Regions from separate parts of the Triticum aestivum genome. Here region 2 is linked to region 1. Evidence: chromatin contacts called from public Hi-C data. All regions are on one chromosome and are shown on one strand. The core of a region is the stretch at or near the end of the contact, and the rest is flanking DNA. Distances in the headings are between cores, read along the strand shown.

Region 1 (6,564 bases), core at 2,183-4,682:
TAAACATAACATCAATTTTGCAATCCTTTTTATGCAATAATTAACACAACATAAACTAATTAAAACACCAGTAATTAACACAAATCAGTACTTAAGGTCGGTCTCATCTCGAATATAATTAATCATTAGTCTATAGTTGCTAGCTATACTAGCTAATTACATTGCGTCAAGTGTTAAAAAAATGTCGGGCCAAGGATTTAAAAGACGCCCTCTGTAGGAGGGGGATGAGCTCGCCGGAGCCAAACGAATCGGCGTCGAAGCTCGCCGGAGCTCGCCAAATCCTCCTCGCCCGTGCGTCCTCATGATGAGCGCTTGGACTCCGCCGCTGCGGCGTGGAAGGAGGCCTGGGCGAGGCGCGTGCCACCCTCCTCCACCATCTATCCCCACCGTGCGTCCCCAGTCGCCACGCGCCACCCTCCAAACCATCTCTCCCCACCGTGTGTCGCCGGCTGCCGCATACATTGGCCACCGACGAGATCTGGGCCTCCCTCGGGGCGCTGTGGATCTGGGCCAGAGGGAGGCGTCGGTGGAGGCTGGCCCGCGTTGGCGTGGACGAGGGTCAACGGGGACGCAGGCACTGCAGTTCATGCCTCACACATTGCAGCGCCAGATCGAACAGGGCTCGCGGCGGCGGTGAATGGATCGAGAGATGGACCTCCATGGGCAGTGACATGGTGGCTTTGGGGTTGCTCCCTGCTCCTATCGGGGAAGAGAAAAGAGGAGGGTGAGAGAGACGGAGAGAATCGATAGAGAAAGGGAGAAGGAAGGAGCACAGGCAGGGCGGCGCTCGCGCCCAACCCCGATGAACGGCTGCGGAGATGAGGCGTACCTCAGGCGCGGAAACGAGGCGGGTCAGGGCGGTTTTGCTCCTGCGGGCGGTCGAGCCCAACCCCGATGGGATCCGTGGCTCCACCACCGATGGGGCCTCCGCTAGCCTTCCTTCGCTGGCCATGGACGGGATGTGTGGCTCCAGCGCTGATGGGATCTGAGAGAGGGGGGAAGGGCATCCAGGACTAGGGTTTGACCGGCGGGAGAGAAATAAAAGGGAACATGGGATGGTGATGGGTCCCACTTGGCAGTGTCTCGCCAGAGAGTGAAGAAGCAGGGGCAAAATGGTCCAAGGAAAAGTCCACAAACGGTCAACACACGGTCAAACGGCGCTGACTGGACGGAACCATGACGAAAGGGCAAAAACACAAAGCAAGCTAACTTAGTTGGGAAAGACCGCGTGTTTTACAAAACTAGGGGTATTCCTGTCGAGGGTGACACAACTAAGGGCTCAAATACAATTATCCCTAATTTGTTTACCCGACGTATGCTATTTTTCTCGAGAGAAGCCACTAGTGAAATCTACGGCCCCGGGTCTCTTCTTTATCATATTGCCTTTGAGATCTATTTTTATTCGCTTTTATTTCTAGATCTATTAATCCAAAAACCCAAAAATACATTGCTGCAATTTATTGTTATTTATTTTATCTCGCGTTCCCGTGAGATCTATTTATCCAATCTACTACAATTTTATCTATCTTTTTACCCGGGAGGGATTGACAACCCCTCTTTTACGTTGGGTTGCAAGTATTTGTTCTTTGTGTGCAGGTACCATTATGTAGTGTTGCGTGGTTCTCCTACTGATTCGATAACCTTGGTCTCATCACTGAGGGAAATACCTACCGTAGTTGTGCTGCATCATCCCTTCCACTTTGGGGAATACCGACGTAGTTCAAGCCGCATCAGGGTATATATAGCCATCACCAAAGATCTAGCGGTTACAAACTTTATGCACAACTCAATGACACCGGATGAAGAACTCGGTGAGACTGACTAGTGTAAAAGATTCGAACGTACACGTTTCAGTGAGATAGGATGAATCCACCCGGTGGCTCTGACATGTGATGAGCTAAAGCACTTGCATCATTTTGGTAATTCCGAATGGTTTCACTCAGTAATTTCGAAATGAACATGATGGGGTACAGAAAGTTTGTCAGTGCACTTCGGTGGGACCGAATGCCATCTCGGTGGAACCGAGTTTCTAGGGTTTAGGTTGTGGCACTGTCTGGTGTATCTCGGTGGGTCCGGGTGTATCTATTTCAGTGGGACCGAGAATGACTTTAGGTTTTTGGACAGATTGAATTGTGAGAATGTAGCTGAGAGTTTTGGAGCAATATTTCCAAGCACTTGAGCAAATGACTCATGATCAAAACCTCATTCACTTTTAATAGTATTGGTTTTCCTATGGACTCAATGTGATCTTTCATCATTCAACCAAAAATGTAGAGTCATGAAGCTTTTGCCAATGCTTGTCCTTTGTAGCTTGAGGGGTCCACATCTTCATCCATCTACAAGCCTAGGCTGTATTATTCTTGAAATATACTTGATGAAAAATGTTAGTCCAACAACATGTATGTTGACATGAATTACCAAAACCACCAAGGGAGCAAATGTGCTTTCAGACCTGATGGCATCAATATCCCCGATGGCAAGTTCTACCTCAGAGATGCTGGCTATGCATGTCGGCCTGGTGTTCTTCCACCCTCAGGAAAACCAGACACCATCTAAATGAGTTCTCTGGTAGAAACTATCCTAGGACTGCACATGAATTGTTTAATTTCAGACACTTTAGCCTTAGAATTACGGTTGAGAGGGCATTTGGAGATCTGAAGAATAGGTTTAAGATTCTGGATCAGAAGTCATTCCACACTTTTCAAACCCCAGGTTAAGCTTGTTCTTGCTTGTTGCATCCTTCATAACTGGATCCTACAATGGGGTTGTGATGACCTTGTGCCGGAGGAGGAAGAGGTGATGCTTGATGATGTTGTTGACTCCGACCATGGTGTGGAGGCATTTGACAACAAAGCCTGGAAGAACAAAAGGATGGAGTCTTCGGCAATGTGAGAAAATAAAGGTCATACAAGGATATGAAGAAAAAGAAGCAGTAGCAACAGAAGAGAAGAAGAAGCATCAACAATAGAAGAGAAGAAGAAGAAGCAACAACAGAAGAGAAGAAGCAGCAGCAACAACAGAAGAAACAACAACAAAACAACAACTCACGAGGATGGACTTCCATCTAATTGGACATCGATGAACTTTTCCCTATTATTGTTAAACTATCATTTGTTTTCTAGTTAGGATTGAGACGATGTTGGAAAATCGTGTGTGGTAAGGTCACCACTAATGAGAAGTGGTGATCATACATTGTGACGTTCGGAACCAAACAACATGTAATTTGTCTATTCGGTGCAGCACAAGCAACCAAACACTGGATAAATATTGCTTTCCTAATGCAGCCACACAAGATAAAAACAATCAAACTATATGTAGATGATGGTTTTTGTTCTCAACCGGATTTAACTAAGACACACGTGTAAAGAGGTAAAAAAAACCATGCAGGTAACCAAGCACGCAAGTGAAAAGGGAGGAGAAAGGGGTGTGTCTTGTGGGCCTCGCCGGGCCTTTTAAATCGACGCACATCCGATAAGCATGGGTGGTCGCTCCTTATCAATTGACACAGGTGCCGTGTAATTCGAGGCGACTAGCCCTAGCGAGAAGCGAGCGAGAGGGTGGGGCGGCGGCCAGCGGCTGGACCTGGGGCAAGGCAGCGAGCACGCCGCGTGCACGAGTTGAGGTAGTATTTCTTCGGTAGGAGTATTCCACTTTTCATTGTAACATGGATCCTACGGAGCAGTAGTTATATTAATTTTAGCTAAGCCTGTGAATTGCTAGGATTTCGCATCTAGCTCTCTTCCCCGTGTTATCGACTCCGCCCGTCCCAAGGTTCTCCCTAGGTCCTCCGCCGCTGGGCGGCCACGTCGTCGCCGAGGTGAGGCTTCCCCCGCCGCGCCCGCCGCTCGCTTCCGTCTCCGCGCCCTTCGCTCGTGGGGGGCGATGACTCCTGCGGTTGTTTTCGCCGATTGTTTTCGGAGTTCATGGGGAACCTTATCCTCTTCCGTTCCCTCGGGTGGGCGGATTTGTGGATTGGGTTTGGTGGTTCCGGGGATCGATTGGCTGGTTGGTTGGATAGTTCCAGGGGAAATTCTGCGAATCCTGTTTTTACCCACCTCGTCGGTGGATGCAGTCGAGCGCGCTATTTTGGTAGCAGCCGGGATGTGGATATATGTTGGCTTTTGCTTGGCGCGTGTAGGCGCACGGTAGGGGCTTTCCGATTGGGGTGCTATTGTCGAGCGGATTTAGATGGTATTCTTCTCTTGGTTGGAGCAGTCACGTGTGGATAATCCTGTGTTGAAGTTGGCTGGGTACATGAAACTTATCAAGCTTGGTAAAAACCATCGTGCCCGAATTTCTTATAGTACTATACTGCTCTTTGATTTGGGGTCATTAGGTGTTGTTTCAATGATATGTGAATGGTTGGCGAATTCTTTTAACCTCGTTTTTGAGGCACATATGTGGGATCTACCATCGGAAGTAGATGCCATAGTTGCTTTGCAATCATTTGATGATGTTTTCTGTTTGAGTAATGCTTTTTTTTTGCAGGCACTGGTAAACCTGTGGTTCTTTGGTTAGTTCAATATGGAGGGGACTCTGGTTCAGTCTGCCATTGCTCCTACCGCATACAGGAGTAGCTCTACGCGGTCCCGTGTGCGCACAAGGGCCACAATGTTACGCAGTACGCCAACCAGGACCCTCACTCTCGGGGGTTTTCAAGGACTGCGGCAAACAAATTTCCTGGATACAAGGTCCGTTATCAAACGTGACTTTGGCTCCATTGTAGCAAGCCAGATTTCACGACCACGTGGGTCAGGTTCAAGAATGGTTGTCCGGGCCATGTTCGAGCGCTTCACAGAGAAAGCAATCAAGGTGATTATGCTTGCACAGGAGGAAGCAAGACGCCTAGGCCACAACTTTGTTGGGACAGAACAGATTCTGCTTGGCCTTATTGGTGAGGGAACTGGAATTGCAGCAAAGGTTCTAAAGTCTATGGGGATCAGTCTTAAGGATGCCCGTGTGGAAGTTGAAAAGATTATTGGAAGAGGCAGTGGGTTTGTTGCCGTTGAAATTCCATTTACACCTCGTGCAAAGCGTGTACTCGAACTGTCACTTGAAGAAGCTCGCCAGCTAGGTATTAATCATTACCTTCATTTATCCACGAAAATCAGCTAGTTTCATGCTCTTGTTTCATCCATTCTGATCAGCTATTCTGTAATTATTACTGTATGCACATCATCAGTTTTTTTATTTACATCTAGTTTGTAATCAATTAGTCTGTTTTTATTCTATTTTCTTTTCTCAGTTACCCTGTTCTGTTTTTCTTAGTCACATAAGTTTGCTATATACTAGTGTAAATTGGTTCAGATAAGTGCACAAAATATCCGAATTTATGACTCCATTAGTGATAGAATGGTAGTTGAGGACAAGTTATCATAAGGTGTTCTGCTAGGCATGGTAATCGAGCTGCATTCCCATTTGGTGACGAGTGTGCGGAACTAGTGGTTAATTCATCTCACCTTCTGTTGAAGCAAGCACATGAATGTTTCCCCATTCCCATCCCCGATCATTGTCTGGTCCTGACTATCTGAGTCTAGGCCCCATTTTTTGTCATTCTATGTACTTGGCCGGACAGTGACTGACCGTTGCTTTTATATTATTTTATGTGTTTTTTTATATACTCTAGTTTTATTTATGTAGTATCCTGTTCTTACTTTCAGAGTCTACATTAAGTATGGATAGTGGTGTAAGATTTCATGTAGTGGTTTGATCACTAAAGACACTAAACATGTACAATTGTCTTAGTCAGTGACTAATCCAGAATGATACTTAAGCAAAAGTGATCATCATGTCCTGTGCAGAATGAAGCTTTGTTCTTCTTTTACGCTGTGGAAATTCTCCATTAGGTGATTGTGGCAGGAACCCTGGGGAAAGCTAGTGTGCTAGCTTAACAGTGATGTTTTACCATCCCTCATCCCCGACCTTCATTGCCCATCTAGCGAGCAGTTACCTTTCTTCTTTGGCAAGCCAACCATGAATTCCTCACCATGCAGTGTCCTATCCAGGGTAGCTGCGGGTCCATAGGATTTGGCAGGGATGGGGACTTACTACTATACTCGTGATACATTAAAAAAGTGAAACATTACTATATTATCACTATATCACTATTGCATTGTTCCTTTCTTGAAGATGATGAAATTTTAGTATTTATTGAGCTCAGGTGATACATTACTATATCACATCAGTCTCAGGGGTATTAAGAACAAGTCTTGCTTATTTTGCTGCTTCTTGAGACTATTGTTTTTTCAATAAGTATATATAAGATGTGTACTAATTTTCCTTTATGTTCATTGTTCAGGGCATAACTATATAGGATCTGAGCACTTACTCTTAGGGCTACTTCGTGAGGGTGAAGGTGTGGCAGCTCGAGTTCTCGAAAGCCTTGGTGCTGATCCAAACAACATTCGTACCCAGGCAATTTCTTCACTGATATATTTCTTACATTATTACTTACTTTAGTCTAATTTGTCCAGACAATGAATATTTTATATGCTGTGCAGGTTATAAGAATGGTTGGTGAAAGCACAGAAGCTGTTGGTGCTGGGGTTGGTGGGGGAAGCAGTG
Region 2 (6,564 bases), core at 1,891-4,390, 180 kb before region 1:
TGTTTACCTTATTTCAGCAAGATGAAGTTCTCCCAAATCAACAAACACAACGCCTAAATTTAAGCATGATGTGCAAGCAGTGCGAGACAAACAACAGCGCTACCTAACAATCCAAATTTTTAACAGCAGGGACATCCAAAGGCAAGCAACAAGAAGAAATTAGAATTACCGATGAGCCGCCACCACCGCAGGGTGGGCAGAAGAGGCAGCGCAGCGATGATGCCCCAGGAGAAACCGCTGACCTGCAGGGCAAGCTTGTTGAGATTCTAGACCGGAGCAGCCGGATGGTGGCGGCACAGCTGGAGGCGCAGAACATCAACTGCCAACTGGATAGGGAGCAGAGGAAGGACCAAGTGAGCAGCTTGCTAGGTGTGCTTGGCAAGGTGGCTGATGCCCTCTACAGAATTGCTGACAAGCTGTAGTTTGCTGCTGTAAACGTCTTGATCAAAGTAAATAATTACTGCAAATAAGAAGGGAAATAGCATGAAATTATAAGAATGTACAGATTGGTAGAGTATCTCGGCATTTGATTTTTCTTGTAGACTGGTTCTGAAATTTAGTCAGAAACCTGAAGGAGATGGCCTATTTTCCTCATGGGAGATGCAAAAGCTTAATGACATTTGTTGTACATCAAAAGGGCACAACCTTGTGTATTCTGGTGAATCTGATTCCAGGGGAGGAATCTTGGTGCTTAATTGTGGACTGCAGGGATGTTCTGTTTCTCTCCAAGTTGATTCTTGAATGCACAGTAAAACACTATGTTTGTCACGAAACTACAAAGGGAAGCAAAAGATGTTTCAGCATACACTGCTCATCACTGTGACTTATTGAATTCTAGGAGTGCAACTGCATTAACCACAGCTCCCAGCACAAGAAATTCAAACATGAATTAACAACTATAAATAAAACCGTAATTAACAACAGCTGGTCAACTCGGATCACAAAACCGAGGCATAGGTACAACAAAGTATCCACTAAACACATGTAGCATCATCGAGAAGTTTTAAACTTGTAAATTTTCTTAAACATACATTGACAAAGGGCTCCAGAATATCAGCTTTACTCATCATCTGCTCTACTTGACCTGTAACGCCGGGAGTTCATCTTAGAGTTGGTCTGCATCAGTGGTGGTGGTGGTGGTGATGCTTTAGGGTCATCTTCATCCATCTCACATTGGTCAGTTCCATCAGAGGCTACTGCTGCTGCTGCACTAATGAGAGATGGGTTTGCACTACTAAATCTGGGGCCCTCATCCACCACCATGGCATCAACTGACTTCTTCCTAGGGATGAATGTGACTGAACTAGGAATCTCAGCAGGTGTCTCAGGCTGCATCTTGTTGGGATCTGATCTGCCTAACAGATTGTGCAAGTCTGCAAGAGCTCTCCTGTTTGATTCGTCAGTACTCTCTGGTGTCTCCATAGTGTAACATGTGTACTTTGAAGGGTTCCTAACATAGTCAGGAACCCCAGACGGCGTGGAGGAGTTGCCCAAGTTGCCCTTTGTTGTGACCACATCCATTGACTGAGGAACCATGGGAGAATCTTCATCATGTTCAAGAAGCTCCACTGGTTGTTCTTTAACATCGGCATTAAACCTCACACGTTTCCTTGGTTTTGAATCGGCTTGCTCCTCCTTCCTCTTCAGTATAGGTTTCACACCGATATCCTGAGCTCTCATTGCTTGCATTCCAGCAGTTGGACACTCCTTGGTTTGAGTTGGAGAATGAAGGCCAATTTTACCTGAACTATTGTCTTCTCTGAGCCTTGCAGATGCTGCATCAAGATCTGCCCGAGGATCCTTGGATAAACCACAGATCTCATCAATGGTATCATCAAGGAGGTCAGGCACTACAGTATTGATGCTCATATTAATGCCCTCATCCATGATTTCACTCATGTACACACGTTCTGCAGCATCTTCTTTACCAAATGCCGCTCTATCATATTTGTCCTCCTCTTCCTGAAAGATAACACACCCAATCAGAACAAGGTGCAAATAGATAGGTATGCCAAATACAAAAGCAAAAGCTCCTTACCTGCATTTAGTATCAGATTTAGATAATTTTAGTGTTTTCATGTTAAAGTCGTCTTATATAAGTCTACAAACAGTCTGGTTTGCTTTATGATTTATCTTAGTACTAGTAATTAGCAAAAGCAAAAGGCCTTCAAAAGAAATGAACAGTCCTTAAGGTTCCATTGAAACTGTGGAATAGACTCTTATCCCCTGCGGCATTTCCCTTGAAAAAGACCCCATTGCAAAAATCAAAAGCGAAAATCACAACAAGCAAACAACATGAAGGGAGCAAATTGATGACAACGATACTCCAATCCCCCATACTTAGCACTTTTTCTACCCCGCTAGGAGACTGGAGATCAATACACTCTACAGATGAAACGTTTCTTCAGCAAGCAGTAGGGTATGAGTAGCAAAAGAAGAAGCCAAATCGGCCTTACTATCTTATATAATCAATGCCCTAATTTCCACAAGCAATACAGCATCGAATAGCAAATGGTCAAATCAAATAAAATCGGAAGTTATTTTTCTCTCACCTCCCGATCCAGAGTCGGGTCGAGGCCGATCGAAACCCTAACCTCCTCTTCCTCGTCCTTCTCCTCCTTCCTATCGTCCTCGCCCCTCACATCCTCCTCATCCTCCTCATCATCTTCGGGGTCGTCCTCAAAGTCCTGCTTGGACCGCCGCCTCCGGCCGCGGAGGCACCCGTTGGCATCGTAGAACGCGGACGAGCATGGCGTGTCGGCGCGCTCGGCCGCGGCGCGCTCCTCCTCCTCGTCGCGGGCCTCCGACGGGCGCGCCCAGCGCTGGCGCTCAACATCTCCGGCGGCGACGGACCAGGAAGCTGCCGGGAAGGAGGAGCTCGGGACGTCGCCGAAGAGACGCGACCCGAAGAGGCGCTTCACCCGCTCCTCGAACCCCTCCCCGGCTCCGCCGCCGCCTCCTCCTCCGCCCCCCTCGGCCGCCATGGATCGGACGCGAGGCAGCGAACCAATCTTACAGAAGCTTCTCGAAAGTTCCCCTCGGCCCGGCCGTGCGCTGTGGGTTTGAGATGGGGGTTTGCTTCGAGTCTGAGAGGCTTGCGAGGTTTGAAGTTGAAGACGGCAACTCGCGGTCGATAATCGTTTCCGGCTTGGGCTTGGGCCCGGGCTTTGGTGTCGGTACCGAAACGGGCTAGAACGTCACATGCACAGTTAATATATTTTTTTAGAAAAGCAAAAAAGTACAGTAGTACAGTATTACTTTTCCTCCTCAAAAAATTACCCCTTAAAAGCGGATAAACCAGCCCCTAAACTTTGCCATATCAGATCAATCAGCCCCTAATCAGCAATCAACCCCTGAGCGGTCTTGCACATAATTGCAGATGGTTTTGATGTAAGAGCATCTTCAACACCGACTTTTAAACCGTCCGCTTACATTCGGACCGCGCTGTTCGAATATGTTTTTTTTCTGCATACCGGAGACAAAATGAGAGGCTTTGCAGGCGTCCGGACCACTGCCACGCCCGCTCCTGACTACCTTGCCCCACAAAAAAAATATCCGCGCTCGCGCGCGTTCCGGCCTGACGCCAGCTGCGCACATTCATGCCACTGGAGAGCGGCCGCTCCGCATTGACGCCGGCACAAAACGGATGCGACCTCTCACTGTCGGCATTGAAGCGGTGCGCTGGCCGAGACAGTGCCGCCCGCTGCACGCCCGGCTGAACACATCTCCTCGCCACATTCAAACGACCACAAACTGCCCGCCTTCCTCCATTAAACCAGTGTGTGTGCCAAGAAATCTACTCCAACCACGCGTCTGTTCGTGAGCCACCCGTCATTGAACACGACGCCGGTTGGCTTCGGCCGTCGGCCCACTATTTCAACGGCGCCAGACGCCAAGCAAAAATCGTACCACACCCCACTCCCATCTCCTCCTTGCACCATTTTCTCCACAATATCCATGGCATCCGGCGAGCAGGAAGAGGAGTTTTCCGGCATAAAAGCCGGTTGGATGGTCCGTCGAGCCCGCAGGATACGAGCCAGGCAACTCTCTGCTCCAACACCCTCGACGCTCCAGGCTGCTGCAGGCCAGCTTGCAGATGCAGAAGGTCCAAGCCGCCACGTCGTTCAACAATTCGCCACTCCAAGCTAGCTCGCCGAGGAGTGGCGGGTTGCTCCAGGACGACACGCGGGGAGCATGGCGGCACATGCATTTGTGGTTGCTGTGGACGACATCGTATCGTGCCGCTCCTCCAGTGCCTGCGATCGCTCCATCCGCCGTCAACGTATGCGTAACCACGCCCTGACGGCGGAGAAAGAAATTGGCTTCGCAGAGATAGATGAAATGATGTACAACACGTCTGCACCCGCCGCAATCATCGAGGAGAAGTAGAACATGGGTGAAAGCACAAGTGCTCCCTGGGTGATTTTGGTAATTAATGTCAACATATCTTTTGTTGGACCAATAGTTTTATCTAGTATATTTCAGATAAGTTCAATAGTGGAGTGGTAAGGACAAGAGGATGTGGAATCCCTTCAAAATGTTAAGGACAAGGATTGGCAAAAGCTCAAGACTCTTCATTTTTGTTTAAGTGATCCAAGATCACATTGAGTCCACAGGGAAGCCAATACTATTAAAAGGGGACGAGGTGTTGCATAATGGTCTACTTGCTCAAAGTGCTTAGTGATATTGCTCCAAAACCCTCAGTCACTCTCTCCATCCAAATATGTCCAAAACACTAAACTCCAACTCGGCCCCACCGATATCTTTCATCCGGAGCCACCGAGTTCATCATGACATAGCCACTGCCAGAAACCCTAACAGTTCGGTCACACTGATATGGATCTCGGTCCCACCGAGATGGCCTTGCCAACGCTTTGTGACTTGGTGCATTCACTTCTGTCTCGCCGAGTTGTTACAATCGGTCCCACCGAGTTAGCTTGACAGATTCCCTGTTTCTCGTTGCACTCACCTCGGTCTCACCGAGTTGATGCAATCGGTGCCACCGAGATGAAGTTTGCCCTAAGCCCTAGCACATCGGTCCCACCGAGTTGTTTCAGCCGGTCCCACCGAGATTCCTAATGTTCATATTTTTTAACAGATCGGTGCCACCGAGTTTCCTAATCGATGCCACCGAGATGAGTCAAAAGTGTGTATCAGTTAGATCTTGTGTGGAGGCTATATATACCCCTCCAGCCATTCTCCCTCATTAAGGAGAGCCATCACAACGTGCCTACACTTCCACCATTCGTTTTCTGAGAGAGAACCACCTACTCATGTGTTGAGATCAAGAGATTCCATTCCAACCATTTGAACCTTGATCTCTAGCCTTCTCCAAGTTGCTTTCCACTCAAATCCTTCTTCCACCATAACCAAATATGTGAGAGAGAGTTGAGTGTTGGGGAGACTATCATTTGAAGCACAAGAGCAAGGAGTTCATCATCAACACACCGTATATTACCTTTTGGAGAGTGGTGTCTCCTAGATTGGCTAGGTGTCGCTTGGGAGCCTCCGTCGTGATGTGGAGTTGAACCAAGAAGTTTGTAAGGGCAAGGAGATCGCCTAATTCGTGAAGATCTACCTGAGTGAGGCAAGTCCTTCGTGGGCCATGGCCATGTTGGGATAGACAAGGTTGCTTCTTCGTGGACCCTTCATGGGTCGAGCCCTCCGTGGACTCGCGCAACTGTTACCCTTCGTGGGTTGAAGTCTCCATCAACGAGGACATACGATAGCACCACCTATAGGAACCACGCCAAAAATTCTCCGTGTCTCCATTGCATTTGCACACTCCAATCCCATCCCTTTATATTCTTGCAAATTGCATGCTTTACCCTTTCCGCTGCCTATACTCTTATCATGCTGGCTTGAAATGTATTGTGTGTGCCTTTAACACATGCTACACTCAACCTTAACTTGAAGAAATTAAAAACTGCCACTTTTGCTCGTTAAGGGTCTAATCACACCCCCCCCCTAGACCCCTCTTCTCGATCCTTTCAGTGGGAGGCCGTCGTCGCTTGGGTCCCATGAAGGCCACCACTGAGGCGATGCCAGCATACACGGCCGGTGTATTACCCGGTCGCAGGCCACCGTCGTCCCCTTTCCCCTTTGGCTGAAGCATATCATGGTGGTTCCACTCTGATGAGTGGCGCTGCCGAACATGGGGAAGCAAGCCGCCCTTTGCGCTAAAGCATAACCTCCGGGGCACACGATAGTCCGACGAGCGGGCTGCCGGACATGGGGAAGACAATGGAGATCCGACGCGGCCATTGAGTTTCGGGGTTTACTAGGTAATAAAGGGAATTGATATATAGGTGGAAAATGTTTCTGGAGATGTTAAATTAATATAAAAAGTTCTAATATTGATTAGAAGGCTTTTATAATTTATTTAGTATCATTGGGCTAAAGAAAATACTAAAAGGCCTATAGGGGGGAAGTTAATGGGCCTATGAGGCCTATTAGGTGGAGGCCGAATTGGAGGGGGATTCCCCCTCCTAGGGCTGGCGCGCGGGGGTGGAGGAATCCTCCCCCCATGTGGCGCCCTCCCCTCTTCTCCAACCTATATATACT

The links. Hi-C and Micro-C count contacts between places; a contact is called where the count stands out from the background.
Region 2: a contact with region 1 is called in a Hi-C map of leaf, with 5 times the contacts expected there. The contact joins the promoter of LOC123053177 here to the promoter of LOC123053174 in region 1. A contact is called at or near these places in 3 of 5 Hi-C or Micro-C datasets (all in leaf).

The regions. Positions count from the first base shown.
Region 1 is chr2D:366,425,417-366,431,980 of IWGSC CS RefSeq v2.1, reverse strand. It overlaps LOC123053174 (chaperone protein ClpC1, chloroplastic), which reads left to right and starts at 3,432. Exons shown (of 10, transcript XM_044476592.1): 1 at 3,432-3,622; 2 at 4,489-5,074; 3 at 6,299-6,414; 4 at 6,501-6,564. The coding sequence starts at 4,525.
Region 2 is chr2D:366,605,278-366,611,841 of IWGSC CS RefSeq v2.1, reverse strand. It overlaps LOC123053177, which reads right to left and starts at 3,140. Exons shown (of 2, transcript XM_044476594.1): 1 at 2,553-3,140; 2 at 886-1,962. The coding sequence starts at 2,984. The coding sequence ends at 1,060. It overlaps LOC123053178 (trihelix transcription factor ASR3), which reads left to right. Exons shown (of 3, transcript XM_044476597.1): 3 at 130-722. The coding sequence ends at 422.